Regions from separate parts of the Xenopus laevis genome. Here region 2 is linked to region 1. Evidence: chromatin contacts called from public Hi-C data. All regions are on one chromosome and are shown on one strand. Each heading gives the region's core, a stretch centred on a gene start, on an enhancer-like site or on the middle of the called end of the contact. The rest is flanking DNA. Distances are from core to core; before and after follow the strand shown. Region 1 overlaps apbb2.L (amyloid-beta A4 precursor protein-binding family B member 2). Region 2 holds the start of uchl1.L (ubiquitin carboxyl-terminal hydrolase isozyme L1).

What was found. A called contact is a pair of places that touch in the nucleus more often than the background predicts.
Region 2: a contact with region 1 is called in a Hi-C map of the XTC cell line, with 2.5 times the contacts expected there. The contact joins the promoter of uchl1.L here to the enhancer-like site in region 1. A contact is called at or near these places in 3 of 4 Hi-C or Micro-C datasets (the XL177 cell line, the XTC cell line and animal cap).

Annotation. Positions count from the first base shown.
Region 1 is chr1L:37,890,732-37,897,881 of Xenopus_laevis_v10.1, forward strand. apbb2.L (amyloid-beta A4 precursor protein-binding family B member 2) reads right to left here. Exons shown (of 15, transcript XM_018229369.2): 6 at 1,116-1,201; 7 at 53-113. Among protein-coding and RNA genes, the nearest start is that of apbb2.L, 100 kb to the right of the region's middle. Within about 2 kb of position 1,785, at least 1 of the 7 cell types and tissues checked has an H3K27ac peak or open chromatin away from gene starts, as enhancers often do.
Region 2 is chr1L:37,998,827-38,005,625 of Xenopus_laevis_v10.1, forward strand. It overlaps uchl1.L (ubiquitin carboxyl-terminal hydrolase isozyme L1), which reads left to right and starts at 5,413. Exons shown (of 9, transcript XM_018229404.2): 1 at 5,413-5,650; 2 at 5,742-5,753. The coding sequence starts at 5,531.

The DNA of each region.
Region 1 (7,150 bases), core at 535-3,034:
TAAAAAAAGAGTTTAAATACATCTCAGTTTATATACATCTCAGTATTCTTACCTTGGCTTCAGGATCACTGTTAATGCTGGAGGAATCCTCTTCTTCAGACTGAGGCCCATTTCTAAGAATCAGAATACACGTCTTTAGGGCCGTATTTAGATATAAATTTAAAAAAGTATAGGCTAGTAAAGTAACCTTTAACTAAAAGAGAATATTTTCAAAACCCAACAAAACGTCCACATCCGTTTAAGTTACTGAAGTTACTGGGCATTTAGAGCTATCACATTTGGCTAAGAGGATTTGATAACAAAAAGGAAACTTTACAAGTCTATCTATACTATTTCTCACCTTAATTCCTCTAGGGCGAAGAAGCCCAAAATAATTCTTCTCAAGTTGCTTGGGGTTCCCATTGACTTCTTGTGAATGGATGTACTAACCTAACTCAAGAATTTTCAAGTAAGTCCATTGATAGTGATAGAATTATTCCACTAAAATAATTACACTGTGCCATTAGAGACAATGGTCATTGTCACCTCTATAACCCAGAGAGGTTAAGGAGAGAAAATTTAAAAAAAAATATCAATAAATATCAGAAAAATCTCACTATTTTTTTTTAGCCAAGAATGAACTAAGGAGAAAACTCAATAATGTATATAGGAAATTATAGTTTTCAGGTACTACTGATCCTTTTATTATAAAACATCCCTTTATTCTACAGAGAGCTTGAATGATGAAAAGTGGAATCAGAGGAAACCACAAAAATGCACTATTAATACAGATATGGGGTCCTTTATCTGCAAACCTTTTATCCAGGAAGCGCCAAACTATGGGAAGGCCATCTCCCATGGATTCTCCATTTTAACCAAATAATTAAAAAATGTTTTAATTATTTCCTTTTCTCTGTAATTATAAAACTTTTATAAAACCTGCATGGATGAATATTAGTAGCAAAACAATCCTATTGGGTTTATTTAATGTTTCACATTTTTTAATCCAAATCCAGATTTTAGAAAGAACTCTTATCTGGAAAATCCCAGGCCTCAATAATTCCAGATAATAGATCCTATACATGTACAGGAAATTGCAATCTTTGCATTGACATAACCATAAAAATAATACTTGCCTTAGCTTTAGGGAGGCGTAGCGTAATGTTGCTCCTTCAAACTCCTTTAGACTTGGATCTGGGTTGACTGTGGCTGCATGCAAATCCTAAAGAGAGATATCTCAGGTTACAACATGGACATAGTAAGGTTCACAAAATGATCGAAAACAAGGGAGAAGCAAGATAACAGTCCATATGTATGAAGATATAAGATACCTTGTACAAAGAAATATTGTGTATATACATCAAAGGTCCATACTGCACTTATTTTATGTAATCATCACTTGGTGCAGCACTGATATCTTTATCCTGGCTTCAAGGAAAGCAGCAGTATAAATGCTCTACAGACTTGGATGACTGGCATTTGATGAATATACCCCAAGGTATCTTAAGGTTTCTTGGAATAACAGAAAAAGGTGCACTTTTCTCCAAGCAAAGAAGCATAGAAGATTTGTTCAAAAGAAAAGTTCATGCACTTTATGCTAATATCCAGGTGAAGAAACATATTCTCAAAGAAAAAAAACAGACCTTCCGGTTAGAAAGCTGAAAGGAATAAGGAAGAATTTGATACCACATCAGATAAAGAAAAACCTGTGATTTTGCTTTTAATCCAAAGCTACACCTGGAGATTTGACAGTGTGACAAAGGGGATGTCTACATTTTGGGGACAGTAAACTAATATTTTCATAGTCTTTCAAGAGGTTTAGTCAACGTGACGAATCTCCACATGTGACCCAGTGCTAAAGCTGCCTGGTCTTTGAATGGTAACTGTGAAAAAAAAAGCAGCCACTGCCATGCACACAGAAATAATAGGTTTACACTTTGAAATGATCTAACCAGATACTTGCCTTCCAAATGTCAACATTAATCTTTCCCCCATTCAGAACAGCAAAATCACTCCAAGGCTGTTTCTATACAATTATTCACACAGGAGGAGGCACATTGGTAAAAAGAAAACAAACAGAACAAAAAACACAAGACAGTCTTGTTAGCATATAATAAGAGGGTAGGTTACCATCTAATTATCATCTAATTCAATTCATTGGTGCAGACACTTACATGGGGCAATTTCCCCCCTTGTTCAACACTAACTCACTGAATAGGCCTTGTGCTCAACATACTGTTTTGCACGTTTATTTAATTAAGAAATATCTAACAGTCGTTGTTACTTCCCCACCTTAACATGGCATAGACTGAATGTAGTTTCACTTTCTAACTGCCTGTGGTTCTTCTGAACAACTGTGGGAAGAGGAGAAGGCTCTCTGTATGATGAACTCCTTTTGCAGTCTGATGCTGGGAGGGGTTTGTTTATATACAGCTCAATATTTCTATTTAAACAAGCTATCCTTATTACGGGGGAGAGAGCAAAAGAAAGTGAAGGTAAACACAGTGATCTATCAGTACTTTTTTATCATTGGAAAATACGATTTTGTTTTAATTAAAAGAATGGACAGGATACAATTTCAACACAACCCCTATTTATTGTGCTCATGTTGAACTAAGGTATATATAAGTGTGTACTGCCCCTTTAAGACTGGCCTACACACTGCCAGGTGAGGGGGTTAGCCTTTATATGGGTATCGCTTACAGAAAATTCGCTAGTGCTCATACAACATTTTAAAGGCTAAATATTCTAGGTTATTCTAGAAATACTATAATGTACGCACTAGACTTACTCAAAGATAAAGCTGCCAGTAACTGTAAAAGTTCTATCAGTATCTCCCCAATTTTGCTTTCTCCCAACTGCTTGAGATACACACATTGTTGGTGCTCTTTGGGTGCTGTTACTAAGATAGGTTCAGCGATCACCATAAAACACCAAAACATAAGTAGAAAGTTAGGATACATCTGTCGAAGAAATCTAACATAAGATCTCTACCCCAAATTTTACTTTTACAAGAATATAAGAAAACACATTTTCCAGTATAAATTCATTGAAAAATGATAATTGGTTTTCAAATGATTTGTTAATTTAACAGCTACTGAAAGCCGGGCCTACTGGAACCATTTATTTTCTCTGCTTCAGTAGTTGTCACTCTTGAAACAATGTAGCAGAAGCAGCTGATCAACTGATCATCGGTCAGACACGGTGAACAGAAATGGATAACAAACTGCTTTTAATGTGAATAACAATTACAAATAACTTTAAAACCATTGGAATGTTCAATGAATGTTTATTGGAAAGTCACTTAGAATTGCTAACTTTCTTTCATTATGCAAAAAAACATGGATGGAGATCCCCTTTATACAATGAAGAATAGAATAAAAGTTTAGTCAATTAATTGTCATCACAAACACAAATTAACGTAGTGCATGGATTTGAAGCAAGTATTTTAAAGACCACACAACCTTCCAAATTGGACACAAATATCCCACATTCTAAATGGCTTTAACAATGTTAATAAATGGCTTAAACCTATGATACATGTCCTTTATTAAACATGTTAGCAGCCATGAGTGTGTTCTGTGCTTTAACAGAAAACAAACATGGGGTATCTACTGGGGGACATCTTTGGACATTGGCTTTTGTTCTCCATTAAAGTTGAAGATGAGTTACACAAACTCTTATTTTTCTGTGCATAAGGTCTTCAGATGGCCCTTTTCCCTTTTACAACCTAGTCATTCAACCTTAAAGATAAACAAATGAAAAATAAAAAATAGACATCGATTTTTGGCACAAGATTTTGTCATTCGGTCTTCCGATTTGGCTTTAGGTTTTATTTATGTCCTACTCTCATTGGTTGTCAAACATTTTTGGTCCAACCTTTGGCCAGGACCCCCCTTGAAGTTATAATCCAAGGCCATGAAATGAGTACAAATATAGAAACATGCTGATGCGTCAGTCATTCAGCAAAAGATGCATTTACCCCAAATACCAACCTAATTAAGATTTTCAGTGTATTTAAGTGCACCTGTCACCTAGACATAAAAAGCTTTAAAAATCCTTTTCAAATTAAACATGAATACCATATTAGTTTTTTTATTAAAGCATTCATAGCTGTTGTAAACTCATTTGAAAATCTCAGCTGTCAATCAAATATTGCCTACCCCTCCTCTATGCCTTAGGCATAGAGGCGGGGCAGGCAATTACTTCCATTCAGCACTTCCTAGATGTCATTGCTCTCCACTAGTGATGTGCGGGTCGGGATTTCCCCGACCCGCCCTCCCTTGGCCCGCACCCGCCCACATCCGCACTTCCTTTTATATACCCACCCCGCCAGTGACGTCACAAAAGGGGCAGGGCGAGCAGGCGCATCATCTATAAAAGACGAACCTGGAAGTCGGAAGCCAGCATTTGACAGTGGCGGGTAGGGAGAGCAGGAAAAGAACTCAACCTGCACCTGCCCACCACATCACTTCTCACCACGCATTCCCCCTTTTTTTAGCATTTCATTGTGTAATCAGTTCATGGGGATGGACATCGGGTACCCCATTCTGGTGCACAAACAAGATTCTGAGATGATGCACGGCTTAATAACAGTGTCCACAAAATGGCTCCTGCCTGCTTGCTATAATTATGAATTCCCAGACTGAAGGAAACAAGATTCAAAGTTTATTTTGCTTGATAAATGTGGATTTGTAATATTTCTTTCGGGTGACAGGTCCCCTTTAAGGACAGCAAAAAGCCATTCTCCCCAATTCTAACCATAACTGGAATTCAAGCTGCACCCCAACACCTTTTGGCACTGCTCTAAGCCCCCAAGGGAGCCAGTCCCACAGTTTGAGATCCACTGCCTTTTCTAGAACATAAAAACTTTAAATCTGATTGAAAAGGTTATATGTATTTGATTTTGCTTACTAAGGAACAAATGTTAAGATGCTAAACTGAAACTGCAGCAGTTGTACATTGCTTAAAAAATCTGACAGATCTGTCAAAAAGAAAGGGCATGAAGTGTTAAGAAATGTTCCTGTTGTATGAAAGGGCATTTAGCAATTCCAGATGAGCATGTACATTTCTATTAATATGACATAACCTAAGGAAACGTCCTTTTTTCTATGTGGTCTGTCTGTAGAATGGAGGTAAAATCTACACTTCACTTTCACCTTTATGTCAGAAAACATTACATTATGTAAATATGGAAATGTGCTCTGTCAGCTGAGAGTCATTTGTATTGTTAGGAGAAGTCAACAGCTCTGGAGAAAGGAGACAATCTCCCTTACAGCTGGCAAAGGACAAATGAATGGATAATGGTTTTCTCCAAAAAAAATAACTACTTTGGGAGTTGCTGGCTGTTTGAAATTCCTCGAGGCTTGTGTTTTTTACAGTGGGCAGAAAGAAAGCAAAAAGTGCTATTGTATTAAAAAAATTAATACAACGTGATACAAATAGAATCTAAGGCAAAATTTCTGTGCTTTTGTTCATACTAATCTACTCCTGTCATAGCTGAAAACACAGTTAAAATAATAACAGTATTTTGAGTTCACTGCCACAGTTCTGAAAAGGGCCCAGTATTTATTTACAAATAATCATAAAGTGTATCAGATCAATAACCATTTTACTCAGCAAAGGTGCTCTCCTTCCTCCCCTTCCAAACAAAACAGCATCCTGATGTGGGAACAATAACATTGCACTGGTCTGTATTAATAGTTTCAGTGCTCATTAATTTGGGTTGAAAAAGACAAATGTACAACCCTCCAAATAACCCCACTGTATGTATATACATACCTATACAGACCTATCAATATACTCACATATATAAAAATATATCTACCAATAGCTATTCCAAACTAACTGTAAGATCACAATGGCCCTGGATATTATATTTGCCCAAGAAGTCACTCAAGCAATTTAAAGGCATAAACAGAATCAACCATTACATCACCCGGCATGGCATTCCACAACCTCACTGTCCTCACCATGAAGAATCACTTATGCTGCTTCAAACTTGAGTTCTTTATGTCTAGTCTCAAGGGGTGGCCTCTTGTTATTTTACATGTGAAAAAAGACCCTCCCTACTATCTGTCTATAATGTCCTCTAATGTAAGAGTTATGTCCCCTCACATGTGTATTTTTTCCAGATAAACTACCCTCATAATTTAAATATTCCATCCTGTTAAACAATTTATTTGCAGTCTCTCCAGCTCATTTATATCCTTTTAAAAGACTGGGGCCCAAAATGGAACTGCATAATCAAGGCAATGCTTTACCAGGGACTTATAAAGCGTTAAAACTATGCCTTTATCCCTCAACTCATAGATTTGTTATTTTAAATATATTACTGTATCTTATGCCTTTAAAACTAACAGGACTAGTTTTCACACAGAGAACTGGATACCTCTTTTAATAACTGCATCATATTAGAAATTTTCCAGTCTCTCAGCACCATGCCAGACGAGTCCAGCAAAATAAAAGTAATATAAAGTGGTTCTGCAATCACAGAGCAGAGTTCTTACCCTGAGATAAATATAATCAGGTCCTGCACCATTGTTTAATTTCACATGTTCTAGGCTCTTTGGACTTCTTCCCAAATCAACTTTTAATTTGTAGCTACATTATTAGAACTGGGACTATTAAAAAGGAAACCTTAATTTGCTGGTTCCTCGGTTGTGTACAGACAAAAAAAACTGTTCAAGATCCCTGCTTTTATCCCTGCTCTCATCAACCAATTGTCCTCCCTCTGATAATAAGGGTCTCATCCCTATTTACAAATTTTTTTTTACTGTTTACATATTTAAAAATAAACTGGGGATTTATTTTACACCTTCTATTTATTTTACAAGCTTTTTTCATTCTCTTGTGGCCCTTTTTACCTGTTCCAACTAGCTTGAATGCCTTAAATACATGTTTTTATTACAATACTCAATGCTAACTTTCCAAAAGGTGTTTGCATTGTGAAGTATTTTTGCTATTTGTAATCCAGCATTTAAAAGACATTCTGTTTTCAGCCTGTGCTTAATCCTGTGAAAAAATTTCCCTAGTCAATATATTTCAGAAATTCCCACTACACTGCCAAAGTTTCCATGTCTAATATATTAGCAACTGAATCTCCAAGGAGACCATGGTTAAATGTTTTTAGTTCACAATTATTTTATCATGGTTTGCTGCCTATACACTT
Region 2 (6,799 bases), core at 4,163-6,662, 110 kb after region 1:
TTTAGGCATTTAGCTGCGCACAAATACAATAAATAATATTTTAATTAAAAAAAACAGTATTTTGTGTAATTTTTGTCATAATTATATACCCTCTCTTTCTTTTCAGTGACCCTATGGTATATAGCATGCTGGAATTCTAGTAAACAATGCTGCATTTTGGTTAAAGATCAAGGCAAGTGTAAATGTTGCACCGAATTAGTAAATGAGTCCCGATATCTTATCTGAACTGATACGTTTACAAAAATGTCAATTCTTCAACATTAGTGCAAACAATTCCTTAGCTTTATACCTACTGCATTTTAAAGGGGATGTTCACCTTTGAATTAACTTTTAGTATGATGTAGAGAGGGATGTTCTGAGACAATTCGCAATTCATTTTTATTTTATATTAATCATAGTTTTTGAGTTATTTAGCTTTTTATTAAGCAACTCTCCAGTTTGTGATTTCATAAATGTGGTTGCTAGGGCTCAAATTACACTAGCAACCATGCATTGATTTGAATAAACTGGAATATGAAAGGAGAGAGCCTGAATAGAAAGATGAAGTAAATAAAATGTAGCAATAACATATTGTTGTAGCCAACATACATTTGTAGCCATACAGAGCATTGGTTTTCTAGATGGAGTCAGAATGCTGGAGTAAGAAAAAAAAACACTCCTTAAAAGCTTGGCTTTTCACTCTAGTGTGCCCATGTGAAGAAGCAAAAAGTAGATCACTCTATGGGTGCTTGCACAGAAGTACCCCATACCATCCAACATTCTGGAAATAAAAAAAGGGACAAAAAAGTTGCAGGTGAATTGTTGGCCATGCCCATTTTGTGACCACACCCCCTAATTACCATGTTCATTTAAAAAAAAATTGGCAGGTTATGAAAGTTTGAACATTTTTCTGGGAAGTAAGGTGGGGGCTCCCCCTGCTGTTCCTAAGTATGACTGTTTTCCTGCTCAGCAGTTAGGGACCACCTGACAATTCCTATCCACAGCAGTAAATGAAGGGAGAATTTCACTGCATACAGTCAGGGTTCTTATAAAAACGGTACACAATTTTAAATTAAAGTATATTGGAGATAGGTTTCTTTTTCATTAAAGAAAGTAAAAATGGGATTTTATTTCTTTGCCTTTACATGCCCTTTAAGTTGTGAGTCTAACTTTTCCCAAGGGACCTGTTATCTTATATTGTTACAATTACTTATTTTCTTATCTAGAAATTGTTACAAAAGTATCTTATCTTCTGGCTGTTCTGGGCTCTCTGCCAAAAACGTTGTTTCTTTTTCTAGCAGAGAAAAACGGGACTTTCCAGTACAAATGAGGGACTGCAGGTTGAGCTGTCAAAAGAGGGACTGTCCCTCTAAAAACGGGACAGTTGGCTGGTACAGTTTTCTGCTTACAGGAGCACCAGCCTGGGGTATCAGTTAGAGATTATAATGGGGGTGCCTGACATTTGGTACCCTCCAGTGATTAAATATTTCCTTCTCCTTGAAGGCAGCCCTCATATAGGGAAAACTCATCCTGATCTCTAGACGTATGAACTCTATTATCTGGAAACCTATTATCCCAAAAGCTCTATAGAGGCCTGTTTAAGAAAACAATTTATATTTGTTGCAGCAATGACACAGGGCTCTGTAGTTGATGCTAAATACGCTGCTTAAATCCATATTGGTTACAAAAAAAATCATACTGGGGTTTTTAATGGTCAGATGTTTTAGTAGCCTTAATGTATGGTGATCCAATTTAAGGAAAGACTCCATATCTGGAAAACCCCAAGTTCAATGATTCCAATTAACAGATCCCATACTAGTCTAATGAAACGAATTAGCAACAAATCTCTCCGTTTGTAATCAGCCATGCAGCATAACATTGCAAGTGTTTACCTTGTACTTAATGTCAAACACATTCCAGATAATTCATTCTATACCAGCCTTTCATCAACAAATATCCCAAAGAACATTCACTGTAACAGGATAAAGAATTAACATCTTATACATACCTTAATCCTCATATTTATATTAATAAGTAGCAGGTATGGGGGCATGAGTGGACCACAGGTCAGACAGCTTTAACTCTCTCTGCTGTCTTATTTGAACTCCAAAGGTAACAGATAGTAAAGGTGATTGTTAAATAGTACAGCTACTCCTGTATTCAAGTTGAGTGCAATAATAAGGGGTATTGAAAAGTTTTTACACTTTCGTTACTTGTATTCTGTCTGGATGTTCTTGACTGATACTTATGTACAATGGATATTAGCCGGTTAGTCAACTGGGTAGGTTTGAAATGATTATCTTATACACAATGGCGAGTAGTGCATGGTGCAATATGAAGAGCAGATCTTCTCTTTACTTCCAGCAGTTCGTGTAGTATCCAGTGGAGCTTTGACACTCCATACTATCCTTCCTAATACCCACCTACCCAGGTCCCCCAGTCATAGCACTCCCAAGATAAAGGGACAGACTCACTAAAGGGCGAAGTGGCCGTCGCTAGCGTCAATTCGCCAGAAAGCCCATTCGCAGGGACATCGCCAATTCACTAACAGGCGCAGAGGACAATTCGCTAGCGAACGAGACAATCGGTAGCATTTGTTCGCACTCTATTGCAAGGCGACTTTTGCGCTCTGGTGAGCGATCGTTACTCCGCAAATTCTGTAAAGTGCGAATTTTACTGAACGTTACCTATTTCGCCAGAGTTTACTTTGCCACATCAGTCAAGGCGAACTGATAAACCTAAGCTACAGCCTCCTTAATCTTATGTCATGGACATCATATCCTGTATGCCGAAAATGCATTAAAGCTGTAAAAAAAAAAGTCAGAACTATTAAAGATTTATGTGTGAACAAATTTTAACTTATTTGAGGGGCATGTCACATAAGGGTGGGCTCATGTCTAGGGCATTAGATGATCTCTTCTGTCTTTATTATGACTTTGGTTTGAAAAAGTGGCCACTTCAAACATTTGCACCAACATTAGTAATAAAGACGTCCATACTACTTTTAGGTACCCGCCCTATTCAAATTAACCTAAGCGCAAGAGTGCTAGTGAAGTTTCGCTAGGCAGAAATGAACGCTAGTGAAAATTAGATATGAAATGTCGAACGAAATTTCGGACGACTTTGGAAAATGCCACGCCACATGTGCTTTAGCGCAGGCGACTTTTCATTATAGCGGATGGGAAGACACGAGGAGGCAGTTTGGCAATCTCCCCAAATCTCCTCGTGTGAACTAACCCTTAGGCCACGTTAGCAGTAAGCCAATTAGGAGGGTCTGAGACCCATTTAGAAGCCTCTTTACATCGACCACCTACCTGTAGTCTGTTTTTCCTGGGCTTGTTTTCATTTGGTTTATAAAAAGTTATGTTTAAATGCTGGTCCACTGAGTGATCAGATTATGGGTTGGGGAAGTGCAATCTCAAGGGTCAGTTCTCTTTCTTTCTTCATTTACGATCTACTTTTCAGACCCTGCACACCATCCACTGTTTCTCTAACCGATGGAAGGTGCTCCCTAATTTACTTTTTCTTATTTTATATGAACAGACTGCCTGCATAGGGAATGACCCCCACCCCCCATTCAATGCAGCGCTACGACTGCCAGAGGGGTCCAGTCTTGCCACTTGCTACGGCCCTACAGTCAAATGGCAATTTACTGCACATGCATTGTTCTAAACAGCCAAGTGATCACTTGAAATGACAGAAGATTTGATTGCAGCTTTCTGTGGCATAGTAACCTGGCTGGTGCATTTGTCAGCAAAGAGGAGCTTGTTAATGATTATACTCACTGGGGGGAACCTAATAAATTTGCACTTCCTTGCCTTTAAGGCTGGAATTACACAGTTTGCTTCCTTCCGATCCGACACGATGAGAGGAAACGCACATAGGCGGATTTTAATGAAGGTTGGGGGAGGCTAAGCCTCCCCAAACCTAATTTCTCTGTAAATTTAATTTAGCATACAATGCTGCAAATGGGCACAGACGGGTAGCAGGACCGCATCAACTAGCCGATGTGGTCCTGGATCTCAGAAAAAAATAAAACAAACTTGCGAGATCGACATCTGGCCTATTTTTGGCCTTTTATCGACTGGGAGACACTGTCAGGAGCCCCCACACATGGGCAGATAAACTGTCGAATTGGTCTAAAGGACCCATAATGGCAGCTTTATTCTGCCTGTTACCTTAAGTCTAGGATGTTAACGGTCATTGCAGTTAACACTTTTTAGCCTCCCCAAACAAAAAAAATCACCATCCGCCTGTGGAAGCGCATGCAAGGAGACTGATGCGGCAATATAAGGTAAGTAATAGAAATGTCGGACCTTGTCGCTGCGTGCAACCGACCGCTGCATGTTGCATCTTCATCCGACAGTTGTGTCGGATCTACTCAGCGACAAGGTCCGAAATTTCTATTACTTACCTTATATTTGCTGCATCCGTCTCCTCTCATCGCGTCAGATCGGAACAGTGTTGGACTGGCCCACAGGGATACCAGGAAAACTCCCGGTGGGCCCAGATGTCAGTGGGCCCCTCATGCTGCTAAACTTTTGGCCTATTTCATGGCCATTCCATATTTCTATGAGAACAAAGAGGCTAAATAGGTGGAATAATAGATTATAGTATGTAAAGAAAAGAGACTAGGAGAATAGAGGTTGATTGAGGAGATGAAGAATAATAGTACTGAGAGTGGGACCTGGTCTAAGGTTTTTGGGTGGGTCCGACACTGGATTGGAAGGATGCGCACTGTGTAGTTCCAGCGTTAAAGGGGGGAGAGGAAGGAAGGGGGAGGTTAGGGTGGCACATCACTGGACAGGTGGCAAGCCTAGTTTAAACCTGTTTGTAACTCTACACAATGCAGTAGAAGTCTTGCACGCTTCCTGACAGCTCTTGTGCTACATTATTTCAATAGTTAAAAGCAACATTATTTCAGTGACCCCTTGTTTGTAACTACTAGTGTATAGTTTTGCTGTAGTGCTTTGCCCTCTATACAAATACATATACACATACAGTGACAAGCGAAGAGTAACTACTTCTCTCAATTGTACTTTTATTAACAAATAACTGTAAAGCCACTGAACAAGTGTAACAAATGGAAAGCTGCTTAAAATTTCATTTTTTTACATTGGGAATTTATTTGTTACGTTTACAAATTGCGTCCCCTTTTCAAGTGCGACAGACTTTTGCAGCTGCCACAGGCTCCCTCTCAGCCTCACTTACCGCTCATACCATTTACGCCTATGACCACGCCCATATAACAGGATTCCCACAAGAAAGGAGTAGGTTAAACAACTCACTGCCCTTGCGTTCTGCCAGCGGTCGCACCAATTAATCCATAAAAAAGGGGCGCGTCCCTCACGCTCCGCACAATAAAAATACGTTGTCAACTCTGGTCACTGTTAGCTACTCATTGCCACCCATGATTAAATGTCGGCTAGGAGACATTGGAACCGTCCTACTCGGTAACGACTGAGGGGTGGTTCGTCTATCCAGTAGCAACGCAGCGATACCAGCTGATTGCCTTTCCCCCCCTTCTTTTGTCACGCGTTGGTACCTTACCATGGTTATAAAAGCAGCTGAGGCGGCGCCCTCTTATCAGTCTGTATCTAGACGGGAACGGCGTGAGTTTGTGTGTGAGACGTCAGTCATGAAGTGGTGCGCAATGGAAATCAACCCTGAGGTAAGTAAGGTGCTCGTGACTTTTACTGGGTTAGACCGATGTGGTCGCGTTCTGTTCTCCGTCATTTATGTGCATTTTCTTTATTCCACAGATGCTGAATAAAGTGAGTGGTGGCCTTTATGACATCTCCTTTATGATATCCATATGGCAGCACCAACACCCGCATCTTTCCTGGGATTCGGCTCTGAACATGCTTGTGTAGCTGACTGGGTGGTTATTTAGCTTTCTCCTAGTCTGTGCAATGACTGTACGAGTTGTCAGGGCGTGGCCCCGGCCCTGTGGTACCCAGGATCCTGCATCCCTGTATTACTCCTCAGCAGGTGCACACATGGAGCCAGGGCAGCTTTACAATAGGGCAGGGAGGAACCTTTTTTTTTTATTTTCTGGGGTCTATAGACACAGGGATGTCCCACCTCTCTGGCTGTCGCTCTTTCTAAAATTTCCAGCCCCACTAGCAAGTAGGGATGCAGTGAATCCACTATTTAGGATTCGGCCGAATTCTTTGCAAAAAATTCAGCTGAATACCAAACTGAATCCTAATTTGCATATTCTAATTAGGGATGAGAAAGGAAACACATTTTTATTTCCTTGTATTGTGTCCAAAAAGTCACGTGATTTCCCTCCCCGCCCCTAATTTGCAAATGCAAATAAGGATTCTGTTCGGCCGAATCCTGGATTCGGTGCATCCCTGCTAGCAAGTCGGACATAGTTTTCTAGCACTATTATTTCACTTATTTTAATCAGATTTGAGTGTTGCTGCCAGGCCTGGGGCCTCACCTCATTTTTTGGTGTTATGATCCTTTTAAGAGGTGAGGCCCCAGGCCTGGCAGCAGCGCCCAAATCTTATTAAAATAAGTGCAATAATAGTGCTAGAAAATTATGTCCGACTTTCTAGTAGGGATGCACCGAATCCTTCTGCCCGGCCGAACCAAATCCTTATTTGCATATGCAAATTAGGAGTGGGGAGGGAAATCACACTATTTTTGTCACAAAACAATGAAGTTAAGTGTTTTCTCATCCCGGTATTCGGTATTCTGCCGAATCTTTTGCAAAGGATTCGGGGGTGTTTTAAAGTAATGAAAATATAACTTAGTGTTGCCCTGCACTGGTAAAACTGATGTGTTTGATTCGGAAACACTACTATAGTTC